3 separate regions of the Mus musculus genome follow, and all the other regions are linked to region 1. The links are chromatin contacts, called in public Micro-C and promoter capture Hi-C maps. All regions are on one chromosome and are shown on one strand. The core of a region is the stretch at or near the end of the contact, and the rest is flanking DNA. Distances in the headings are between cores, read along the strand shown.

What was found. A called contact is a pair of places that touch in the nucleus more often than the background predicts. Capture Hi-C pulls out chosen DNA fragments and counts their contacts.
Region 2: a Micro-C map of embryonic stem cells shows a contact between it and region 1, with 6 times the contacts expected there. The contact joins the promoter of Ddx49 here to the promoter of Ocel1 in region 1. A contact is called at or near these places in 3 of 484 Hi-C or Micro-C datasets (CD4 T cells, CD8 T cells and embryonic stem cells), 4 of 115 datasets of contacts at active chromatin or transcription factors (embryonic stem cells, extraembryonic endoderm stem cells, large pre-B cells and 1 more) and 1 of 9 other capture datasets (adipose tissue).
Region 3: a promoter capture Hi-C map of liver shows a contact between it and region 1, with 2.4 times the contacts expected there. The contact joins the promoter of Rfxank here to the promoter of Ocel1 in region 1. A contact is called at or near these places in 1 of 39 promoter capture datasets (embryonic stem cells) and 1 of 9 other capture datasets (liver).

What each region holds. Positions count from the first base shown.
Region 1 is chr8:71,369,940-71,372,639 of GRCm38.p6, reverse strand. It overlaps Ocel1 (occludin/ELL domain containing 1), which reads right to left and starts at 1,342. Exons shown (of 4, transcript NM_029865.2): 1 at 655-1,342; 2 at 7-172. The coding sequence starts at 965.
Region 2 is chr8:70,301,195-70,303,894 of GRCm38.p6, reverse strand. Ddx49 (DEAD box helicase 49) reads left to right here and starts at 1,443. Exons shown (of 13, transcript NM_001024922.2): 1 at 1,443-1,572. The coding sequence starts at 1,458. It overlaps Cope (coatomer protein complex, subunit epsilon), which reads right to left and starts at 1,128. Exons shown (of 10, transcript NM_021538.2): 1 at 963-1,128. The coding sequence starts at 1,088.
Region 3 is chr8:70,137,903-70,140,602 of GRCm38.p6, reverse strand. Rfxank (regulatory factor X-associated ankyrin-containing protein) reads left to right here and starts at 1,406. Exons shown (of 9, transcript NM_011266.2): 1 at 1,406-1,682; 2 at 2,380-2,574. The coding sequence starts at 2,388. Gm45929 (predicted gene, 45929) reads right to left here and starts at 1,104. Exons shown (of 9, transcript NM_001310055.1): 1 at 831-1,104. Borcs8 (BLOC-1 related complex subunit 8) reads right to left here and starts at 1,104. Exons shown (of 6, transcript NM_001145552.2): 1 at 831-1,104. The coding sequence starts at 867.

The DNA of each region.
Region 1 (2,700 bases), core at 93-2,592:
GCTGACCTGGCTTCGTGGCGGGGGCAGCGACAGCAGCAGGGCCTCCAGTTGCTGGAGCTTAGCCTGTGTGGCCCCCACCTCCCGCTGGAGCTCCGAGAACTCGCCATACTGGTCCTGGAACACTGCGGCATAGCGGCTCCGGTCCCTTCTGTTGGTCACTGGTGGGTACTTACTACCAGGTTGGAAGGGGTCAGTCAGTGTATAAGTAGAGGGAAATCTGTCTTTCCACCCATCATGGCAATTGGCTTTTCTTCTTCTTTTCTTTTGGTTTTTTTGAGACAGGGTTTCTCTGTGTAGCCCTGGCTGTCCTGGAACTTACTCTATAGACTAGGCTGGCCTCGAACTCAGAAATCCGCCTGCCTCTGCCTCCCAAGTGCTGGGATTACAGGCGTGTGTCACCACTGCTAGGCCCGGCAATTGGCTTTCCTTTGCCAGTGCTGACCACCAAATCAAAATGCCTTCTACCACCAATTCCGTTTCCTAATTTCATAAACTCTTATTCGCCCATCAAAACCCCAGCCTCAATGCCCCTTTCTGTTTCCCAGGCATTAAGAAGCTCTGAGGGAACGTGGGTATGATGAATTCAGGAGACTAAGGTAGGGGCTATCTTGGACTAGACGACCAGACCTGGTCTTACAACGAGTGGGCACTCACAGCTCGTAGTCAGGTACTGGGTTGAGGCGGGGTCCCAGATCTCTGGGATGCTTCTCAGGGTGCAGTGGCTCCCGGGGGCGCAGCTCATCCGCAAACACGATCTTCCGGGGCCTCACGCAGAGCTCTCCCGGCCCGGGCTGGCTCTGCGGCCGTCTGGAGCGCGGACGCTCCGGGGCAGGCATGCGTGGGGCTGCAGCTCTCTGGCGCCCCCTGGCGGCAGGGCGCGAATTGCAAGTGGCTTCCGGGCCTGAGAGCCTGGCCAGAGGACCCCGCCGGCCGCGCCTGGAGGCGGGACCTGCATGTATTTGCATACGCGAGCGCGGTTGGCTGGCCGCGCAACCCAGAGTGCGGATCCCGGAAAGGGGCACTGACGAGGCGCCGCGACGTCACCGCGGCGTCATGCTCGAGAGTGGCTGGCGGTGCAGCGCGGGCCCCGCCCCATTCTTGAAACCGGAAGAGCGCAAAGCAGCGGAGGGCGACTGGGGTCCGAGTCGAGACGACCCCTTCGCCTCTTGCCTCGCGGGGTTACGGCCCACAAAGCTTCCAGCCCCCGCCCGCCTGTGGTTATCCGAGGATCCCACTCGGTGTCACCTGTCCCAGAGCCCCGTCTGGCCCTGCCGCCGGGAACGCAGCTGTGCAGGAACTGCGGGTGGAGCCGTTGGCACGGGCGCTCGGCCGCTAGGGCGGGGCTCTCAGGGTGGGCGGAGCCTGCGGCGCGTGTTCCTCTCTGGGTTGGAATCAGCCCTTCACTATGCTGTTTGGCCTATTCATTTACCCCAGTCTATTGGGAAAATAAGGTAGTTTTTTTTTTTTCTTTTCTTTCTGCTTTTTTTTTTTTGTTTACCAATTTATTTTTTTCTTTAGCAATTGTATTATTTTTGTGTGTGTGTGACCTTGTACATACTCAGAGACCAATACAGGTCGTTGAGTGTCGTACAGCCCTACTTTTTTTTTTTTGACAGTTTCTCCGAAACCTGATGGTCCCTGTTTAGGTATTCTGGCTGGCCAGCGGGCTCCAGGTAGATCTGCTTGTATCTCCCTCCTAGCACTGGGTTGATAGGTTCCTGCTCCCCACCTCTGCCATTTTACAAGAGTACTAGGGGTTGGAACCTAGATCTGCATACTTGAGTCACACTCTTACACTGAGTCATCTCCCTAGACCCTAAGAAGTGACGTTTATTATGCTAACTATGTGTGTGTGCATGTCAGACTCCCTGAAGTTACCATTACAGTTAATATATTTATTTTTAAAGATTTATTTCATGTATATGAGAATATTGTAGCTGTACAGATGGTTGTGAGCCATCATGTGGTTGCTGGGATTTAACTGATGACCTCCGGAAGAACAGTCGGTGCTCTTATCCACTGAGCCATCTTTCCAGCCTATCTATCTATATTTATATACACACACACACACATATATATGTATATATATTTTTTTTTGGTTTTTCGAGACAGGGTTTCTCTGTGTAGCCCTGGCTGTCCTCACTTTGTAGACCAGGCTGACCTTAAACTCAGAAATCTGCCTTCCTCTGCCTCTCAAGTGCTGGGATTAAAGGCATGCACCACTACTCCCGGCCCAAATATATTTATTAGTTTTTAATTTTGTTTTTGTTGTTGTTTTTTGTTTGTTTGTTTGAGACAGGGTTTCTCTGTATAGCCCTGGCTGTCCTGGAACTCACGCTGTAGACCAGGCTGGCCTTGAACTCAGAAATCTACCTGCCTCTGCCTCCCAAGTGCTGGGATTAAAGGCGTGCGCCACCAGTGCCTGGCTAAATATAGTTTTTGATTGGCTTTTTTGTCCCTAACTCTTACTGCTTATTTTGCTCATGCTCTGGGGTGGAACTCAGGCTGTCAGGCTTTGTGGCAAGTGTCTTTACCAACTGAGCCGCCTGACAAGCCTTTCTTGTGCTATTTTTGGAAGATGGAGTCAAGGTCCCACTATGTGGCCCTGTCTGGCCTATAATTTTCTGTGTATACCAGGCTGGCCCTAAACTCAGTCTGCCTCCCTAGGGAGGGGATCTGCGTGGCCACTGCTCTCCCAGG
Region 2 (2,700 bases), core at 194-2,693, 1.1 Mb after region 1:
GAACTAAAGACAAGCTGAGCATTGTGGCACAGGCCTGTCATCCTGCATCTGGGAGGCTGAGACAAGACTGCTACATCTAGGGACAGCCTGGGCTATATGAAGCTGCTTAAAACATAAAACAAAACCAGGGCAAGGATTTAGCCTGTGGAGCATTTGCATCGAAGCTGTGCTTTGGCTGTGCACACTATGATCCCAGCACTCCAGAGAGCAGGCATGGCCATCAGGAATTCAGTGCTCTTCAGCAACATGGGGAGTCTGAGGCCAGCCTGGGCTAAAGGAGACTGTCTTCTTTTATAACCAAACTTCCCTTTTGGGGGGAGTGGGGGAGGCGAGGAGGGTACAGTTCAAGACGGGGTTTTTCTGTAGCACCCTGGCTGTCCTGGAAGTCGCTATGTAGATCAGAGTGGTCCAAAACTCAGAGACTTGACTGCCTCTGCCTCTGGGTGCTGGGATTTAAGGCACACCAAGCTACCTCCGGTTTAGGACTATTATTAAGACAGATTACAGTATTACCCGAACTGACCTAGAACTGCTTATGAAGATCAGGCTGACCCTAAACTTACAGAGATCAGCCTCCCAAGTGCTGGAATAGAAGGCGTGCACCATGATGCCTGACTTTAGACACTTAAAAAAGGGGGGCGGGGGGGGTTTAAAAACGAAACAGTAAGAGGTTTTATGATGGAGCTAGTGGCGCACACCTGTCACCTCACCATTACCCTGACTTCAGGTCAGCCTGGGCTATAAAGTGAGCCCCTGTCAATCAACCACCAGAAAGTTGGAAGCTTGGCACAGGGGTGCACACCTGTCATCCTAGCACTGGAGGGGTGAAGACTGGAGGCGCAGGACCTCAAGGTTAGCCTCGGTTACAGAGTAAATTGAAAACCATCCCTAATTATAAGAGAAACCGAGTCCTCGGACCAGAACCTCAGAGCGCGCCGGAAGCTGCTCCGCACGCTGCCCACCTTCACGCGCTGAGCCTCGTTGATGCACTGCTGGTAGCTGCCGATGTAGAAAGCGTTCTTCACGTCGAACAGCTCATCTACCTCTCCGGAGCCGCCAGAGACCGCGCCAGGAACCGGAGGAGCCATGTCACCGCACCTCTAACCAACCTTCTTCTGGGACACGTAGGCCGGAAGCAGGTCCCCGTCGTCAGGAACTCTGGGAAACGTAGTTCTATGGGACAAATCAGAGGCGATGAAAAAGAAACCTTGCAAAGCCTCCCGAGAACTATAGTTCGGATTCCGTCAACAAACACAAGGCCTTCAGAACCAAAACACTGAAAAGCGGTCAAAGCTCGGATTGGTTGAAGGATCTGGAGAGGGTCTCTCCGTGACGTCACATTCCTCCGCCAACGTCCTCTCACAACTTTTCCAGGCCGGACTGCGCCGGGGTGGACGTGACGTAGCATTCACGCGCCGGAAGCACTCATTTCTAGGTTCTCTGCCCGGGTCTGGAGCATGGCGGGGTTCGCTGAGATCGGGTTGTCGTCGTGGCTGGTAGAACAGTGTCGACAGCTGGGGTTGAAGCAGCCCACGCCGGTGCAGCTCGGGTGCATTCCGGCCATCCTGGAAGGTGAGTTCTCGCCTTTCTTTTAATGCCTTTCTTTGCCCGCTCTTCCTTAGCCCCACTTGGGTTCCAGGAATCAGGACAGCATTGAGTGTTTCGGGGACCCTGACCCGCAGCATTGACATTTACGCTGCGACCGACTCGTGTTCATTATCACACAGGTGATGGGTGGCACCTCTTAAGTTTTCGTAGCACCCGAGCATAGGGAGAGATCGGTGAATGACTAAAACATGGCACTGAAAAAAAAAAAGGGTAGAGCTGGCTTTGACGTAGAAGCCGTCAAACTCCAGGTAAAAACCAATGCTCCGTGTTTGTGTCAGTGCTCTTCGACCCAGTTCACTTTTGCCATTAAAGAGGCGTCCTTGGAGCCGGACGTGGTGACTCTCAGTCATCTCAATACTGAGCAGGTGGAAGCAAGAGGATCAGGAGTTCAAGGTGATCCTCAGTTTGGTAGCAAGTTGCAGACCAGCCTGGGCTACCTGAAAATTTGTTTCAAACAAGCAATTATAATAATTGTTGGAAATTAGATAATAACACGTTCAAGGGACTAGTGGAAATGAAACAGTTTTAAATATTCAATTCTGGAGAAAGGGGTACCAGCATAGAGAAAAGGCAAAAATAGCTGGTGTGGTGATTTCAAGCAAGTTTTTGAAGCCTTTCCCCAAATATGGGAAATTCCTGACCTTTTCTTCCATAGACCTGCAGGGCTTTTCCCCTCCCCAAATTCCCCATCCCATTGGTCCATTGGGGCCCCAAGTCTTCTCTAATGAATAGTTTGGGTCTTGAGGCTGCCTCTCTTCTATTCTCTTTTCTTTCTTTTTTTTTTCCCTTGTTTTTTTGTTTTTTTGAGACAGGGTTTCTCTGTATAGCCCTGGCTGTCCTGGAACTCACTCTGTAGAACAGGCTGGCCTTGAACTCAGAAATCTGCCTGCCTCTGCCTCCCAAGTGCTGAAATTAAAGGTGTGCGCCACTACTGCCTGGCTGCCCTTCCTTTCTAATCATGGGCTCAGTCACATAGCAGAGCACCTGTAACTCTCCGAGTCTTAGACTAACTAGGGGAGAGAAGGACCCAGTGCCTCCAACTCATCTGTAGCTCTAGTGAACTGTAAGCTCACCTCGTACTAAAAGCAGACC
Region 3 (2,700 bases), core at 157-2,656, 1.2 Mb after region 1:
TCCTGTTAAGCCTGTTTCCTTTACTCCAGAACTCATGTTCCTACCACAAGTCAACTGCACCAAAACCATCATCCCAGGGTAGACTTTGACCAACAGCTTTCCCAGTCAGGAAATCTCTATTCTTCCTGCTCCATCCATCAAGGATCCTGTTGCTTCCAACTTCAGTCCCCTTCATCCCCCACTCCTTCCTGTATCAGACAAGCTCTGACCAGGCTAATGGTGGCAGATGACACCAACTCCTCTTACCACGCAGGGCTCCCATCAGCTAAAGAAAATAATCTACTTATCTGGTCCTTAATATATTTTGCAGTGTCGGGGATCAAACCCAGAGCTTTGAATGCGCTGGTCAAAGTGTTTACGACTGAGCTAAAGCCCCAGCTCTTCTCTCGAGATTTGAGTTTCAATGTGCAGACCAAACTGGCCTTCAATTTCTTGTCTCTTGAGAAGAGAGGATTAGAGTATTGCGCCACCAAGCCCACATACTCCTTTACGTATTCACAGGCTAAAAACCACATTACACTGAGCAGGGACCTGGATGGATTCTGCTTTTAATTCCAACTCTCAGAAGGCAGAGAGGTTTGAGACCATCCCGGTCTACACAGCGAGTTCCAATATAGCCAGGGTTACATCCCGGGACCTTATCTCAGAAGTAGAAAAGAGCCTTTTCCTGCCCGGGATCATTATACATCACAACACCTCCCGGCGGGAGACACCGGCCTCCCTTTTCCATCGAACCCCGCAGGCCGGGAGGTCTACGGCGGCTCTTTGTCATGTACCTTCCCGCGTTGCCCTCTCTAGGCCCCTCCAACCCCTCTAGGGTCCCGCAACACCTTTCTTTCCCTTCAGCTGCATCTCAGGTTCTTCCATAGTGAAGGCAGCCAGCAGAGCCCAGAAACCGGAAGCGGAAGTCGGGAGGTTGAGACGTTTAAACGTTCAGGTATGGGTTCTGGCGTCCTGTGCGCTGGCTCCTCTTACGAGGTAACTTCTATTCAGACACGAGATAGACGGAAGGAGGCAGTCCTATGCGAGCGTGTCGGGAGGATAGAGATTTCTTGATGTTATAGTATGCCTCGTCAAGGACTCCCTGCTACACGTACAGATAATTCTCAGGGACCAGGGCAGGGAAATTGTTATGGACAAAGTAACAATAATATTCGGTCTCTTTAAATTTGACAAGTCCCGCCCATGTGTCTCCGCCCCGTGGGGCAAATGCTCCGCCCTCCCACCGTCTGTGGATCCGATTGGGGCAGACAGGAGGGGGCGGTGCATGGGGCGGGGAAGCGCACGCGCAATAAAATCTTCAGCGAGTCTAAGGCTCCTTCAGCCCTTTAGGAAGGATAGCGTGCGCATGCGCCACTGTACCCATTGGCCTCAGCGGAAGCCACGCTCCTCCCTCCAGTCTTAAAGCGCTAGAAGCAGCTTCGGGTTTTTATTTTTTATTTTTTGGTACTTTTGCAGGGCAAGGGTGCGCAGGCGCAGTGGAGGAGTTTTCCAGTAGGAGTAGTCGTCGCGTATTAAGTTGCTGCTCTATGTCCCAGGAGAGGAAGCTAGAGAACTGAGCGTCTGGTCACCAACTTGCTCTTTACGAGATCTACTGAACCAGAAAAGTTTGTGAACAGAGCTTCCTGAGTTTTGGAAGACCAAGGCTGGCAGCGTAGGGACACAGAGGAGGCTGGAGGGAGGTGAGTGGATCTTACACGTCGCATCTTTTGTTGAGTCCTAAGTCATTTTGGGGGATTCCGGCCCAAATAACCACAGTGGGACATTGATAAGTTTGACATTAGTATCTCTCTATGATGTTTTCTGATATGACCTCTCTGAGGCCTTACATCTTCACCTTATTAACGAGGGAATGAGGCTCAGCTTAGTCATAGACTAGGTTTTTATAGCTTGTAAGTGATTGGAACCCAGACTGCTGCCAGAACCCTCATTTTATTGCCTTGGCTTCTGGTGTTAATTTATTAACAATGATATTTATCTAAAGCCACAGTTTTCCCGGCGTCATAAAGCAAGGCTCAATATGCAGACCATGGCTGTCCTGGAATTCACTATTTAGACTAGGCTAGTCTTGAACTCAAAGGGATCTACCTGCCTCTGCCTCCCAAGTACTAGGACTAAAGGTGTGCACTATCATGCCCCACCTAACCAAGCTCCAGCCCCAGATAAGAACTCATTTATTCATTTATTTTGTGGGCAGGCTGTGCTGTGGGTTTGGTGTGGAGGTCAGAGGACAATTTACCAGGGTCAGTTTTTTCCCTCCACCCTGTGGGTTCCTGGAATCAAAATTGGGTCATCTGACTTGGTGACAAGCGCCTTTACCAACTGAGCCATCTTGGGGACCACGAGATTTGGCTAATTACTGTCATCTCTTCACTCCAGCTTCCTCCATGGAGCCCACTCAGGTTGCAGAGAACCTTGTCCCAAACCAGCAACCTCCTGTTCCTGACCTAGAGGATCCTGAGGACACCAGAGATGAGTCCCCAGAGAACTCAGACACTGTCGTCCTCAGCCTGTTCCCCTGCACCCCAGACGCTGTGAATCCTGAAGCAGATGCCAGTGCATCCTCACTGCAGGGTGAGAACCACTCTGGGCTCTGGTGAGGGAGACTGTCAAGTTCCAGACCACATCTCTGCTTTCATCACTCTTCCCCTCCACCCTCCTAGGTTATTTTTATTGTCGTGTATGTGTGTGTGTGTGTGT